2 separate regions of the Mus musculus genome follow, and region 2 is linked to region 1. The links are chromatin contacts, called in public HiChIP or PLAC-seq maps. All regions are on one chromosome and are shown on one strand. The core of a region is the stretch at or near the end of the contact, and the rest is flanking DNA. Distances in the headings are between cores, read along the strand shown. Region 1 has its middle 17 kb from the start of Gm52200. Region 2 overlaps Rarg (retinoic acid receptor, gamma).

Region 1 (6,842 bases), core at 1,355-3,854:
CTGAGGTTGAACCCTAAGAGAGAAATAAAGGGGCCAGGTTCAGGGCTCCTTAATGGAGTCTATTACAGATCTCTGTCCCTGGTTGGAGGTTGAGAAACCCCCTTTCTTCTTCACATCTGGCATTTCTTGCCCAAGCTGTGGACTCCCGAAGGCTCCTGTGCCGTCTACAAGGCTGTCACAAACCCATGTGGCACCAGCCTGATAGTCCTTCCATGAAACATATTAAGGTATTCCACTTGTGTCCAGAGCCAAGAAGGGAGAGAAGGCACATGGGCTGACAGGGAGGTTGAGAGAACCACATGGCACAGTACACACACATCACACATTTGCACTAGTGAATATAGACATGCATTGCACACATGTATACACACGCATACACAAACATATGCATTTGGGCTTTATGGGTCATATAAGTGTATACATCTTAATGGAGGCATCCTACAGACACCGGCCACCAGCATAGCAACCATCTCTGCAAATGTGTGCACATACCCTGGTCACTGCTCACATGCACACATCCCAAAAGTGCTGAAATGATTCCACAGTGAGACGGAACTAAATTTGAAGCCTGATTTTGCCCTTGCCCTTGCCCTTGGGCTTGTACAACTTTCAGAGTCTCAGTTTCCCCATCTTTGAAAATGGGTACTAAGGTTACCTGCATCCAGGGCTATAGGGACTGAAGAGGATAATGTGTGTGGTTGGCCAGGTACAGCACAAATGTTCTGTGACTGACAGAACACATCCCAGGCCTGTTTGTGACAGGATTGGAAAGGGACAAGAATGGTCCCTATCTATGATTTGAAACACTGTGGCCTCAACCTAGGTATACACGTGACCAGGAGCACGCACACACTGGGGGCACTTGTGTGTTTCCACTGTTTATTGAGGCTGCTTAGCTACCGCTGTGCTTAGAGCCCATGAAGCCCAACCCTCTGGTGCCTGTTGGGACAGGACCTGGCTGGATTCTAGCATTCCTGCTGCCTCCACTTCCTCTTGGTCACAGACAAGGAGTGCAAACTAGACAGCTTAGGGATCATTTAATCCCTAGGCCACAAAAGGCTTTACTTTGATACATTGTGGCCTTGGCGTGAGACTTGGGGAGCCTAGGATACATTGTGGCCTTGGTGTGAGACTTGGGGAGCATAGGGTTCTCCTGAGGACTCTACGGCCTGCTCACCCCCTCCCTGTTTGCACAAGCTGCATATGCTAAGACCATAGCTCTGTTGAAGCAAAGCTCTGGGGTCCAAGCACATATCCTCCCAATACCCTATGGCCTATGGCAGAGGAAAGGAGTTCTTTGTCCTGTGTCAAGAGGAAAAGGACCATGGTTCATGTGCTGACACAGAGCCACAGAGCCATCAAGCCAGTCACAAGGTCTATGGGGCTTCAAGGCCACCCCCTGGAGGCTTTATATCAGTCACAACACTCCCAACACACCAGGTCCCAAATGACTTGTCGGAGACCCTCCCCTAATGCTCTGACAGGCATGATGGCATGCCCAGCACCTCTTCATCTGTCCTCTGAAGTAAACGGACCACAAGATAGCCAGTACTACCCTCATTGGTCCATCTCCCTCTATAAATGAGCAAGGCCACCTCACCTTAACTGGGCAACCTCACCTTAACTCTAGGGCACAGCCCTCCTTCGAGGGGTGACATCCCAGAACCATGAGTGTACCCTGCCTGCTCATCTTAAGAGAGAATCTGAAGGCCAGGCAGAGAAAGGGCCTAAGCCACACAGCTTAGAAGCAGTAGAAGCAGGCTGACCAAACCCCATTAGCAGACAAAGGTAGACCTCTCCCTCTGAGCTTTGTTAAGTACACTGCCCAGCTGGTGAAATGGGAGAAAAATGGGGAGAGGGGCCATGTACCCTAAATTCATGGAACTCCCTCTCCTGGAAGGAGCAGCTCTCCAGGGCCAACCTGAGAAATAACAGAGTCCCTTCTGGAACTTCCCAGCAGGTTGGTGGATCAGGGGGAAGCATTATCGCAGCCAGCCATGGATCTGGGTAATGACATTACACCTGCCTACCATGGGAGACAGAAATAGGGAACAGTACTGGCACAGGATCTAGTTCAGGCCCCTACCTGGAGGAACTCCAGCCTCAGTTTACCCAGCTGTCAAATGAAGATAACATTTGTGCTCCCCTCTGGCCACCACACTATGCTACCTAAGATTGCTCTTTAGTTTGAGTCTCTACCTCCAAAGGCCTGGTGGGTGCCTGCCCATAGCCACTCTGGCTCAGCCCTGCAGGCCAAGAGCAGAGAAAAGCAGGGGCCTGGGTAAGCATTCCTCAGGCCCCTCTAGCCTGCTCCCAGCTTCCTTTTAGAGCCTCCAGATAGGAAAGGCCAGACCAGCTTACCAGCACAGACCAAGGTTTCTGTTTCAATACAGTCCAGTTCTCTACCCCCAGCCTGAAAACCACAGCCCACGGAAGGAAGGAGGATTAAGACACTACGAAAGGACCCTTTGTAAGGAGCTGAGCATGGACGGAAGCACAGACAAGCCTTTTTTCTCCTGATTAGCACAACCGCAGCCAGGATCGTGACCCTCTTAACAGGAAGAAACTGAGGCCGGAAATATGGGAGGCTTCAAAAGCAGTAAGGGCATGACTCATGCCTCCAGGATTCCTTCCCATAGAGAAGCCACCAACTAAAACAGTGAGCCAGAGACCCTGACAGAGTCGGGGTGCTAAGCCTCAGGTACCCCTGTGGGGGCATGGCAGAGGGCAGGTCCCGGGGCGGAGCTTGCAACCTCTGTTCCTGTAGACACCTGGTATCCACCTGCGGTGGTCCGCGTGCCTGGGCAGGGAGGCTGCTCAGGGCGGCCCAGACTGGGCAAGATGGGACGGGACAGGACGGGACTGGACGCGACGCGGGCGGTGCCGCCACATCTGAGCACAGCATTCCAGGGCACCGCGCCCGGGACAAGGAAGGAGCTTCCCAAAGCTGAAATGGAACCTCCCCTTGCAGGCTGCTATGGACCTGAGAGTCTCAGCACAAGAAGGAGGATGCTACCTGTACCCCAGTCCCAGAGAGCCTCCCCTGGTCCCACCACCCTCATCAATCACTCATTAGACAGTTCCTGCTGGTCGGGAGGTGGGAAGGATGAATACAGGAGCTTACAAAGGCATTCCTTGACCTCTACCCTCTTACCTGCCAAGGTTCTTAGTCTCCACCCTCACTGCCCCCTACTCACCCACCACACTAGCCACGATGTCTCCACTACCCTACTATGGCTCAGGGAAACCTTTTGCCCAGGAGGCGGCCAGTACTGATCCCTGACCCTCATCCACTTCAAACTCACTAGTGAGGCTCCTCCTTCCCCCACCCTCACACACAACCCTGACAGGTCTTCCCCATAGGTCCTTTGGGTCCTGGCCCTAGACCCTCCAACACCTCTCAGATAAGCAGATCCAAACTCTGTGTGAACAAAGAGAACTTTATAAGCGATCAGCCAGCACCTCAGCCCTGGGCCTTCCCAGTTTCCCATTCACACACACAGAGGTCTACATATTCTCCCATGCATGTGTGCATGGATACACACATACACACACACACACACACACACACCCTTGATATCCCCCAATCCTGTGGCCTTGGTTCTCATGGGTTTCTTACCCCCATCCCCCATCCCTCTACCCCACCCACCCTTCCACCCCCACCTCCCACCCAACCCCCGACATCTGGCAACTGTATTTCAAAATGCTGAGCAATCTAGGCCAGCAAGATGGAGCCTCAAGTCCTAAAGCCCATGGTGGGAGGAAAAAACAACTCCCAAAATGTATCTCCTGAGCTACATACACACACACACTAACAATAACAACAATGATAAATATAATAGAAATCTTTTAATTTAAAAAAGGGAGAGGCTGGGCTGGAGAGATGGCTCAGTGGTTAAGAGCACTGAGTGCTCTTCCGAAGGTCCTGAGTTCAAGTCCCAGCAACCACATGGTGGCTCACAACCATTCGTAATGGGATCTGATGCCCTCTTCTGGTGTGTCTGAAGACAGCTACAGTGTACTTAGATATAATAATAAATAAATAAATCTCTTTTTTTAAGTGGGGAGGAGCTGGAGAGGTACCTCAATGGTTAAAAACATTTGTTGCTCTTACAGAAGACCCATGCCTGGCTCCCAACACCCATATGGTGGCTCATAACTAACTTTAGTTCCAAGGGACTCAAGGTCCTCTTCTGACTTTCATGGGCACTAGCCACACACACGGTGTACATACCTACTACAGGCAAAGCATTCATACAAGCCAATCTTTTTTTTTTTTTAAGTCAGTCAGCTATTCCCTAGCCAAAGCCTCCCCTTTGCTGACACAGCGCTGTGCTCAGGGAGGTTCCTAGGGCTACAGATGCTGAGGAAGCAGCACAGATTCTAATCCCAGGCACTGTGTGCTGCTGTGTGACACACCATGTGTCCGCGTACGGCCCTAACCAGAGGTGGTGACATCAGCCATTGCTAAAGACCACGCCAGACATGGACTCTGTTCACACATGTGCTCACCTGCCACAGTGTTTGTATACAGTAAGTGCTCACTAACTGTGCACGTGGATCATTGTTCACAGACTGTGACCCTTCTCTCTCTCTCTCTCTCTCTCTCTCTCTCTCTCTCTCTCTCTCTCTCTCTCTCTCCCTCTCTCTCTCTCTCTCAGTCTTCCTCTGAGCCTAAGCCCTAAGAGAAGCCATACAATATGCCACTCATGCCTTGACATTTTTGGCTTCTAGAATGTTCTAAGTGTACTTTGTCCAGGGCCAGAGATGCTCATTCTGAGGATGCATCCTGAGTTCTCCTCTTTCTTCTAATTCTTCAAGGCCTATAGGTACCTCTGTAGCCAGCAGAGAAACACAGGCCAGGCTCTTGTGTAACCAGATGCCCCATTTATAATAGGCTGACCCAGATGTCCCAGTGTGTTGCAGATATGGTGTCTGCTTTGGAATATATAACATCAGAAAGAGTCAACTGGTCATGCTTGTTAGTGTGTGTCTGAAGGGCTGCAGGGTTAGGAGGCTGGGGACTGGGAAATGAACGGAGCCAGGACCAGACCTGAGCCAAGACCAGACTACCAGGACTTGGTTCACACATCAAGCTTCCCACCAGAATGACCAAGATGAGGATGTGAGCTCCCAGTGGTGGGGACTATTCAGCTTTTGTATACACTAACATCAGACGCTGTAATGAGGCCGTGGGCATCAGGCTAGCAGGGGACTCAAATGGGATGCCAGGCATCAACAGAGATGCTGAGTCAAGAGGAGACTGTGGGCAGCAGGCAGCACACCTGAAGAGCAGAGCCATGAAGGCAGAAAGCTCATGGTCCAGCAGGCTGGGGAAGGAGATAAAAGAGTGGTCCCAGTAAGCGCAGAATGGGATCAAGTGATTCCCCAAGCCACGGGGATGGGCCCAGGGAGAAAAGGCACCTGTAAGCCGACCTCCAGTGCACTGTGTCCTGAAGCACCAGGCAGCCCATCCTCTAGAGCAATGGTTCTCAACCTGTGGGTCGTGACCCTATCACAGGGGGAGCCTAAAATCATCAGAAAACACAGATGTCTACATTGTGATTCGTAACAGTAGCAAGATTAAGAAGTAGCAACAAAAGTAGCTTTGTGATTGAGGGTCACCACAACACGAGGAACTGTGTTACATGGTTGCAGAATCAGGAAGTTCTTGAAAACCACTGCTTAGAGGCAGAGGCTTGAAATGGCGAGATTAGAGCTTGGCATTAGGCAGAACTGCCTGCTTGAATTATCTAATTTATAAAACTACAAGACACAGGGAAGGGTCCCTGAGCCCCAAAGCTTGTGGTAGTTATGAGCACAGGAGCTTGGTCCCTTCTGCTCCATGCAGAGAGGGCTGGAGAAGGGAGAAGGTGGCTCTGCGCATTAGACACATTCACATATTCTGCTTGTCTCCACACAAAGCCACCCTGCAAAAATCTCAGTAAGCAAGGTCCTCAGAGTGAACAAGTTAAGAGGCAGGGAAGCTGAGGTAAGGGAGAGGGGACCTAAACAATCATAGAGGGTACAGTAAGAGGCACTAGACTCCAGGGCAAGGAGTTAGGGGAGGTGTGACCTAGACTCTGAGTTCCCAGCTGTCTCCAGCTCCTGGGAAATTACACCCACCCTCACTTTCCCACAGCTGTTTCCAGGGCCTCCTTGTCTGTCAGCAGAGCTGCCGTGAGACTGCTATTAAAGCCCTTTCCAGAGAGTCCTGTGCTAAGACTGCTTCAAAAAGCAAAGCAAATCCTGCCCCCAAAGCCCCTGGTATTACAGAGTCCTACTTTTCATCTCTCAGGCCCAACCTTGGAGGGTGCCCCTAGTACACACAGGCCAGGGCACAGGATGAGGCAGAACTCTCTGCACCAAGGACTGGATGAGTAGGTAGTGGTGATCTGGGAATTTGGAGAAGCCAACCTCCCAAGGAGAAGCTGGGAGAGAGCCAGAAAGTGGGGAGGGGGGGTGCAGGTAGCAGATCAGGAAGACAAGAAGCTATGCCCAGTATAACTCAGGCCAGGTCCCTGCCGAGCCCTCCTCCTATGAACCTCAGACAAGAGAGACCAGAGAGCACCAGCACGGAGGGAGCATCAACAGGGAGGGAGCACAAACATGGAGGGAGCACCAGCAGGGAGGGAGCACCAGCAGGGAGGGAGCACCAGCCTAGCTGCCATGGCCTGAGGCTGTGAGAGAGCAGTGAAGGTAACCTAGCCATCCACTCATATGACAGTGACCAGGGTGACATAGCCACCTTCCTACTTCCCATGTGCCCACTGGAGTCTCGAGGAAGACATCAGGGGCTGCACAGGCAGATAGGTATAGGAGAGCTGGGTTCAGGGCCAGTG
Region 2 (6,842 bases), core at 2,692-5,191, 900 kb before region 1:
GTGGGTGGAGAAGGCTTCCCTCTTTGTAAGGTGGTGGAGCTGGTCTGGAACCCCCAACCTATAGGCTCTTCTGTCCTCTCACTACCTTGGGTCTCAGTATGGACTTGTGACCAGGTGGGTTACATGGCATGGGAGGAAGGACGCTGGAGGTCTTCAAGATCCACCCCCCACCACCACCACTTTTTTCCAAATTCGGGCAGCAGGTCCTGCAGGCTGGATAGTTTTCAGATATCCTGAGCTTCTGAGGGTGAACCCTATACTCTCCCAGCCTGTGGCAGGCTTGTACTCTCAGCAGCCTCCTGTATAAAGTGTGGGCTCCCCCAACTCTGGGCCTTGGCTAGGACTCCATATAAACTACAATGACTGTTTTCTGAAGCAGTTCAGGAATGAAGACAGGCTTGGAAAGGGTCTGGGGCAGCTCCCTTCCCCCTCAGCTCTGTTTACCCAGTGTCACCTGACCCTCTGCTACACCCCAAACTGCTCCTGGACCTAAGGGCCTGAGTGAATCCCTGTTTTCCTCCACAGCTTCTTTCACTAAACGCCACGTAGCTATGGTCAGCGCCCCTGAGAGCCTTGGCTCCCCAGTCAGCCGACACTGAGCCGGTCACTCAGCTGCTAATGCTCCTCTTCTGACCTGAGAGCACTTTCAGGAATGACTTACATTAAGTCATTCAGCCAGGTGCCAGCTGTAGGTAGCCTGTCTGCTCCATTTGCCTCTACATCTGCGGCCCTCCTCCCCACCCCCCACCGCCACCAACTGCTTCCAGGGGAACTCTGGGATTACTAGAGTCAGGAGTGAGCCCTAACCTTTCAGTTCTATGCCCCTCCCCGCCCCCTTTAAAAATGTGTATGGTGTTCTGTCTATATGTATTTTCGCGTGCCATTTTTGTGCCTGGTGCCCATGGAAGATGGAAGAGGGAACCGGTTCTGTTAGAACTGGCGATTACAAATGGTTGTAAACTACCATGTAGATGCTGGGAATGGAACCCTGGTCCTCTGGGAGAGCAGCCAGTGCTCTTACCTGCTGAGTCCCAACCAATCTTCAACTTTATGGAGCAGAAGCAGAGAAGTTAACTCCTTGGCCTGGAATTTGCAGAATTGAACGTTAATGTAGAAGAGTTGGCTTTATGGGGGTGGGGATGGGGTAGGGGGCAGTGGTGGGGCCTGAAATCCCAACAAGCTACAAAGAGTGGTGGTCTGGGCTTTCCAGGGAGTACCTGTTAAGGGCTTATGCACAAGGGTGACAACAGCGGTCACCAGCAGGTCCCAAGAAAGAGAGGCCATGGGATGAGGGTGCTTCTGCTCAGCTTCTGCTTATCTTCTCATGCTGCTTTTCATTCAGCGGTGGAGACACAGAGCACCAGCTCGGAGGAGATGGTACCCAGCTCTCCCTCACCCCCACCACCTCCTCGGGTCTATAAGCCATGCTTTGTATGCAATGACAAGTCTTCTGGCTACCACTATGGGGTCAGCTCCTGTGAAGGCTGCAAGGTGCGTATGTGGTGGGGGCGGGTGAGTTTAGCACTCAGTTGACTGGGCTTATACCATCAGAGATGGAAACATAAGGCTGGCTGGCAATGTAGCTTAGTAGGTAGAATGCTTGCTTAGCATACTTGAGAACTCAGCAACACATCAGAGACTCTCTTATGCCAATGCTCTAAGGGCAGAGGCAGGCAGATCTCTGTGAGTTCAAGGCCAGCCTAGTCTACAGAGCTAGTTCCAGGACAGCCAGGGCTACACAAAGAAACCTGTCTTGAAGAACCAAAAATTAATGAATAAGTGATTAGATAAATAAAAATCGTTTTAAAGGTAGGGGGCCCAGGTACTGTGTTCACATGAGTGTTTTTGTCTGTGTGGGGTGAGGGACTGCTTTGGGCATAAATGAGTGACTGGTTGGGCGAGGTGCTGAGGACCTAGCTCAGTGGTGGAATGCTTACAGCATAGTGTACAGAAGGTTTGATAGTGTGTTGTGTATATAGGCATGCATGCGTATTCACACACACACACAAACACACAACACACACGCACGACACGACTGGTCAGGTCTAGCTAGGGCCAATTGTTTTGCTTGAGAAATACTGGTATTCCCAGCACCCTGTTTAGTGACACTCCTGCTTCCAAATTCAGGGCTTCTTCAGACGCAGCATTCAGAAAAACATGGTGTATACATGTCACCGTGACAAAAACTGTATCATCAACAAGGTCACCAGAAATCGATGCCAGTACTGCAGGCTACAAAAGTGTTTCGAAGTGGGCATGTCCAAGGAAGGTAGGCTCTCTCCTATCCTGTCCTATCGTGTCGTGCGGTTGTCCACTTTGCCGTCCAGCTTCCCTGACCCTGAGATCTCGCCTGCCCTGTAACTGCTTTCTTCTCCAAGACCATTCCCATTAGATTAGCTCTCTTCACCCTGTAGCTTCTGTTTGGTGGAGCAGGAGGGTTGGGCTCATCCCTTCCCTCTCCTGTTCTTTCACAGGACAGATCCTGAGATGGCTCTGAGCTGGCCCCTCCTTTCCACTCCCCCCCCCCACCATTGTGCTGCCAAGGCTATAAGTGGATATCCTGCCTGCATATCCTGCCCCCCTCCAACCCCCAGCTCCTGCAGGGCAACCGGAAGGGCAGGATGGAGCCGAATTGGCCTGGGGAGGGAGCATGGCTGTAGGCTCTGGGTGGGGCTGGGGCAAACCAGCCTGGAAATAGGAGATTATGTAGCAGAGAGGGAAACTAAGGCACTAATACGTATTCTTAAAGAGAACTGAGCCCATTAAGCTAGGATGAGAGAAGACGCCCATCAGGAGAATCTGAGCCGGGCGTGGTGGCACACGCCTTTAATCCCAGCACTCGGGAGGCAGAGGCAGGCGGATTTCTGAGTTCAAGGCCAGCCTGGTCTACAAAGTGAGTTCCAGGACAGCCAGGGCTATACAGAGAAACCCTGACTCAAAAAACCAAAAAAAAAAAAAAAAAAAAAAAAGAAAGAAAGAAAAGAAAAAACAGGAGGGTCCTGAGGATCCTGATCCTTCTCTTTGCCTCCAACCCCAAGCTGTAAGGAACGATCGAAACAAGAAGAAAAAGGAGGTAAAAGAGGAGGGCTCGCCCGACAGCTATGAACTGAGTCCACAGTTAGAGGAACTCATCACCAAGGTCAGCAAAGCCCACCAGGAGACTTTTCCCTCACTCTGCCAGCTGGGCAAGTACACCACGGTGAGGAGTGGGCAGAGTCTGGGTGAGGGCCTCAGGAACGGGCAGTGGGGAGAGTGCCCAGGGAAGCCTTCACGGCTCACTTCACCCCTGCAGAACTCCAGTGCAGATCACCGGGTGCAGCTGGACCTGGGGCTGTGGGACAAGTTCAGCGAGCTGGCCACCAAATGCATCATCAAGATTGTGGAGTTTGCGAAGCGGCTGCCTGGTTTTACAGGGCTCAGCATTGCCGACCAGATCACGCTGCTCAAGGCTGCTTGTCTGGACATCCTAGTGAGTTAGGCAGATGAGTTCTGGACCACTCTGACCCTTTTCCACCACCACCCCCACCACACCCTTTAGCCCTCTCCTCCACCTAAGCTCTTTTTGTCTTAGCAGTTCCCTCCTGGTTTGCCTAGCCTCCCCTTTCCAATCTCAAGAGTCCCACCTCTCCGCCTTACTCCTCCAGTTCAGGCTTTCCTTACTGGGAACCAAACTCACTTAGGAATCCTTCCTCAGGAGCAGTACTAACCGTTTTCCTTACCCCCACCCTCCAGATGCTGCGGATCTGTACAAGGTATACCCCAGAGCAGGACACTATGACATTCTCGGATGGGCTGACCCTGAACCGAACCCAGATGCACAATGCTGGCTTTGGGCCCCTTACAGACCTCGTCTTTGCCTTTGCCGGGCAGCTGCTGCCCCTGGAGATGGATGACACCGAGACTGGGCTACTTAGTGCTATCTGCCTCATCTGTGGAGGTGCGGGGGCGCCCCCTGGTGTCTACATGGGCTCCCTCTCCCACCAGACTCTATCCAGACCCTATCCCCACTCTGACCAGGTGGCAGGTCGTCTTTTTCCCTGGGAATTGTTCCTACAGACTTCTCAGCTTATGTATAGTCTTTCTGGCTAACCAGGCTAAGGGAAAAAGAAGGAGGCAGAGTCCGGAGAACGCAGAAGCCCTGGATACAGTGCTGAGATAGGAATTTAATGGGAGTGATATTCTAGAGCAGCATCATTGCTGAGGAGTAAACACAGGGCCTTATGTCAGGGGAGCTAACCTGGAGGGCTAAGTGACAGGAGTAAAGAGTGGATGAGATAGCTTTGAGGCCCTCCAAGTAAGGTCTGTCAGGCGTCAGCCGCCTGTCACTGTGTCCTACCGTGCCTCATCCAATCTCCTTGTGTAGACCGAATGGACCTGGAAGAGCCCGAGAAGGTGGACAAGCTGCAGGAGCCCCTGCTGGAAGCCCTGAGGCTCTATGCCCGGCGACGGAGACCCAGCCAACCCTACATGTTCCCAAGGATGCTGATGAAAATCACCGACCTCCGGGGCATCAGCACTAAGGGTTAGTTCTGAGTCAACTCTCTCTCCCTCCCCAGATCTGCAGGTCTCCTGAGTCACACAGGTGGACAGGCACAGGCAGGGGGAGAGAGGAACCGAGAATCCAGCAACCTCCATGGAGTCCTGGTGTGTGTGTGTTTGTGTGTGTTGCTCGGAGAGGAACCTTGTACCATCCATAAACTAGGCAAATGCTATCTGACAACCTAGCTTCCTTTACTTTTTATCATTTATTTATTTATTATATGTAAGTACCCTGTAGCTGTCTTCAGACACACCAGAAGAAGGCATCAGATCTCATTACGGATGGTTGTGAGCCACCATGTGGTTGCTGGGAATTGAATTCAGGACCTCCGGAAGAGCAGTCAGTGCTCTTAACCACTGAGCCATCTCTCCAGCCCTTCCTTTACTTTTTTATGCCTTATTTTTTTTTCTGTCTGGAAACTAAGGCTAAACATTTTTGGTTTTTTTGAAACCGGGTTTCTCGGAGTACCCTTGGCTGTCCTGGAACTCACTCTGTAGACCAGGCTGGTCTCGAACTCAGAGATCCACTTGCCTCTGCCTCCCAAGTGCTGGGATTAAAGGTGTGTGCCACCACTGCCTGGTTAGATATGCTACCTCAGAAGCTTATTGTAAGGACTAAGTGACTACACTACCTTGTATACTTTGAGATGAGATTAAGAGCCATGCATGGTGGGTGGTCCATGCATGTCATTTCAGTATGAGGGAGGCTGAGGCCGGAGGTTTACTTTGAGTTCATGAGTTCAAGGATAGCTGGACATTTCCACCATCACAGTGTAACATCATGAATATTTGATAAACATTGCCATAAACATTATTAAGATCCTGCCTTGCAACAGCTGGAAAGCTCTGGATGTTAAAGTCTGGCTGCCATACTGGGTAACAGAGCTGTACATCTTCAAAAAAATATTTTACAACTAACCCCCAGGAGGTAGAGGCAGGCAGGCATCTGTGAGTTCGAAGCCAGCCTAGTCTTCCAGAACAGCCAAAGCTACACAGAGAAACCCTGTCTTGAAAACAAAAACAAGCCAGGCAGTGGTGGCGCACACCTTTAATCCCAGCACTTGGGAGGCAGAGGCAGGCAGACTTCTGAGTTCAAGGCCAGCCTGGTCTACAGAGTGAGTTCCAGGACAGCCAGGGCTACATAGAGAAACTCTATTTTGAAAAACAACAAAAAAAAAAAAAAAGAAAAAAAAAGAAATATTTTATGTTTATTGATCGATTGATTGATTGTTTGATTGCATATGGGTTGTTCTTGTCATTGCATGATGTAGAGATTGGGGGGGGGTCACTCACTCTGTTTCACATTTTGTGCAGAGGTCAGAAGGCAACTATGTACAGTTGAATCTCTCCTTTCAGCTTTATATAGGTTCTTGGATCAAAGTCAGGTTGTCAGGCTTGTACTTGTGTCAGCACATTGTACACTGAGCCGTCTGCCATCTCACAGACCCACAGTTTTGAAAGGATGTTGAACATGGTGGTGCATGCCTTTGATCTAAGCACCCAGGAGGCAGAGGCAGGGGTGGGGGTTGGCGGGGATCTCTGTGAGTTCAAGACCAGCATGGTTTACACAGTGAGTCCCAGGACAACCGGGACTACACTGAGAAGCCCTGCTTTAAAAAACAAACAAACCAGAAAACAAAACAACAACAACAACAACAACAACAAAAAAAGGAAGGAAGGAAGAAAAGATACCAAAAGGGCTGGAGAGATGGCTCAGGTGCTAAGAGCACTGGCATTTCTTCTGGAGGTCATGAGTTCAATTCCCAGCACCCTTATGGTGGCTCACAACCATCTATCACTGTAGCCCCATGGGATCCAGTACCCTCTTCAGTGTGCACACATACATGTACACAAGACACCCATATATATAAGTAAATAAATCCATAAAAAGACACCCTGAGAGTTGGGCACATAGTTGTAACACATAGAAAGAAGAGGCAGGAGGATTGCTGCAAGTTCAAGTTCAAGGCTGGGCCAGAGTAATATAGCAAGATTCCATCTTAAAAAAAAATCTGTTCTTGGGCTGGAGAGATGGCTCAGCAGTTAAGAGCACTGACTGCTCTTCCAGAGGTCCTGAGTTCAATTCCCAGCAACCACATGGTGGCTCACAACCAACTGTAATGGGATCTGATGCCTTCTTCTGGTGTGTCTGAAGACAGTGACAGTGTACTTACATATAAATAAATCTTTTTAAAAAAAGGAAAAAGGAAAAAAGAAAGGAAGAATGGGACAAGAAATGAAGCTGCATGCTTTAGACTGTACCTCTGACCCCCAAGAATGGCTGCAGGTTTTGGGTCACATGA

Evidence for each region. HiChIP or PLAC-seq counts read pairs in DNA pulled down with a chosen protein or histone mark.
Region 2: an HNF4G HiChIP or PLAC-seq map of pancreatic cancer cells shows a contact between it and region 1. The contact joins two enhancer-like sites. A contact is called at or near these places in 2 of 115 datasets of contacts at active chromatin or transcription factors (T-cell acute lymphoblastic leukemia and pancreatic cancer cells).

What each region holds. Positions count from the first base shown.
Region 1 is chr15:101,332,658-101,339,499 of GRCm38.p6, reverse strand. No RefSeq gene overlaps it. Among named protein-coding and RNA genes, the nearest start is that of Gm52200, 17 kb to the right of the region's middle. Within about 2 kb of position 2,604, at least 94 of the 459 cell types and tissues checked have an H3K27ac peak or open chromatin away from gene starts, as enhancers often do. A contact at or near this core is called in pancreatic cancer cells, where this site is marked.
Region 2 is chr15:102,236,485-102,243,326 of GRCm38.p6, reverse strand. It overlaps Rarg (retinoic acid receptor, gamma), which reads left to right. Exons shown (of 10, transcript NM_011244.4): 4 at 1,343-1,491; 5 at 2,128-2,269; 6 at 3,039-3,199; 7 at 3,293-3,469; 8 at 3,733-3,937; 9 at 4,364-4,522. Among named protein-coding and RNA genes, the nearest start is that of Itgb7, 8.0 kb to the right of the region's middle. Within about 2 kb of position 3,941, at least 40 of the 459 cell types and tissues checked have an H3K27ac peak or open chromatin away from gene starts, as enhancers often do. A contact at or near this core is called in pancreatic cancer cells, where this site is marked.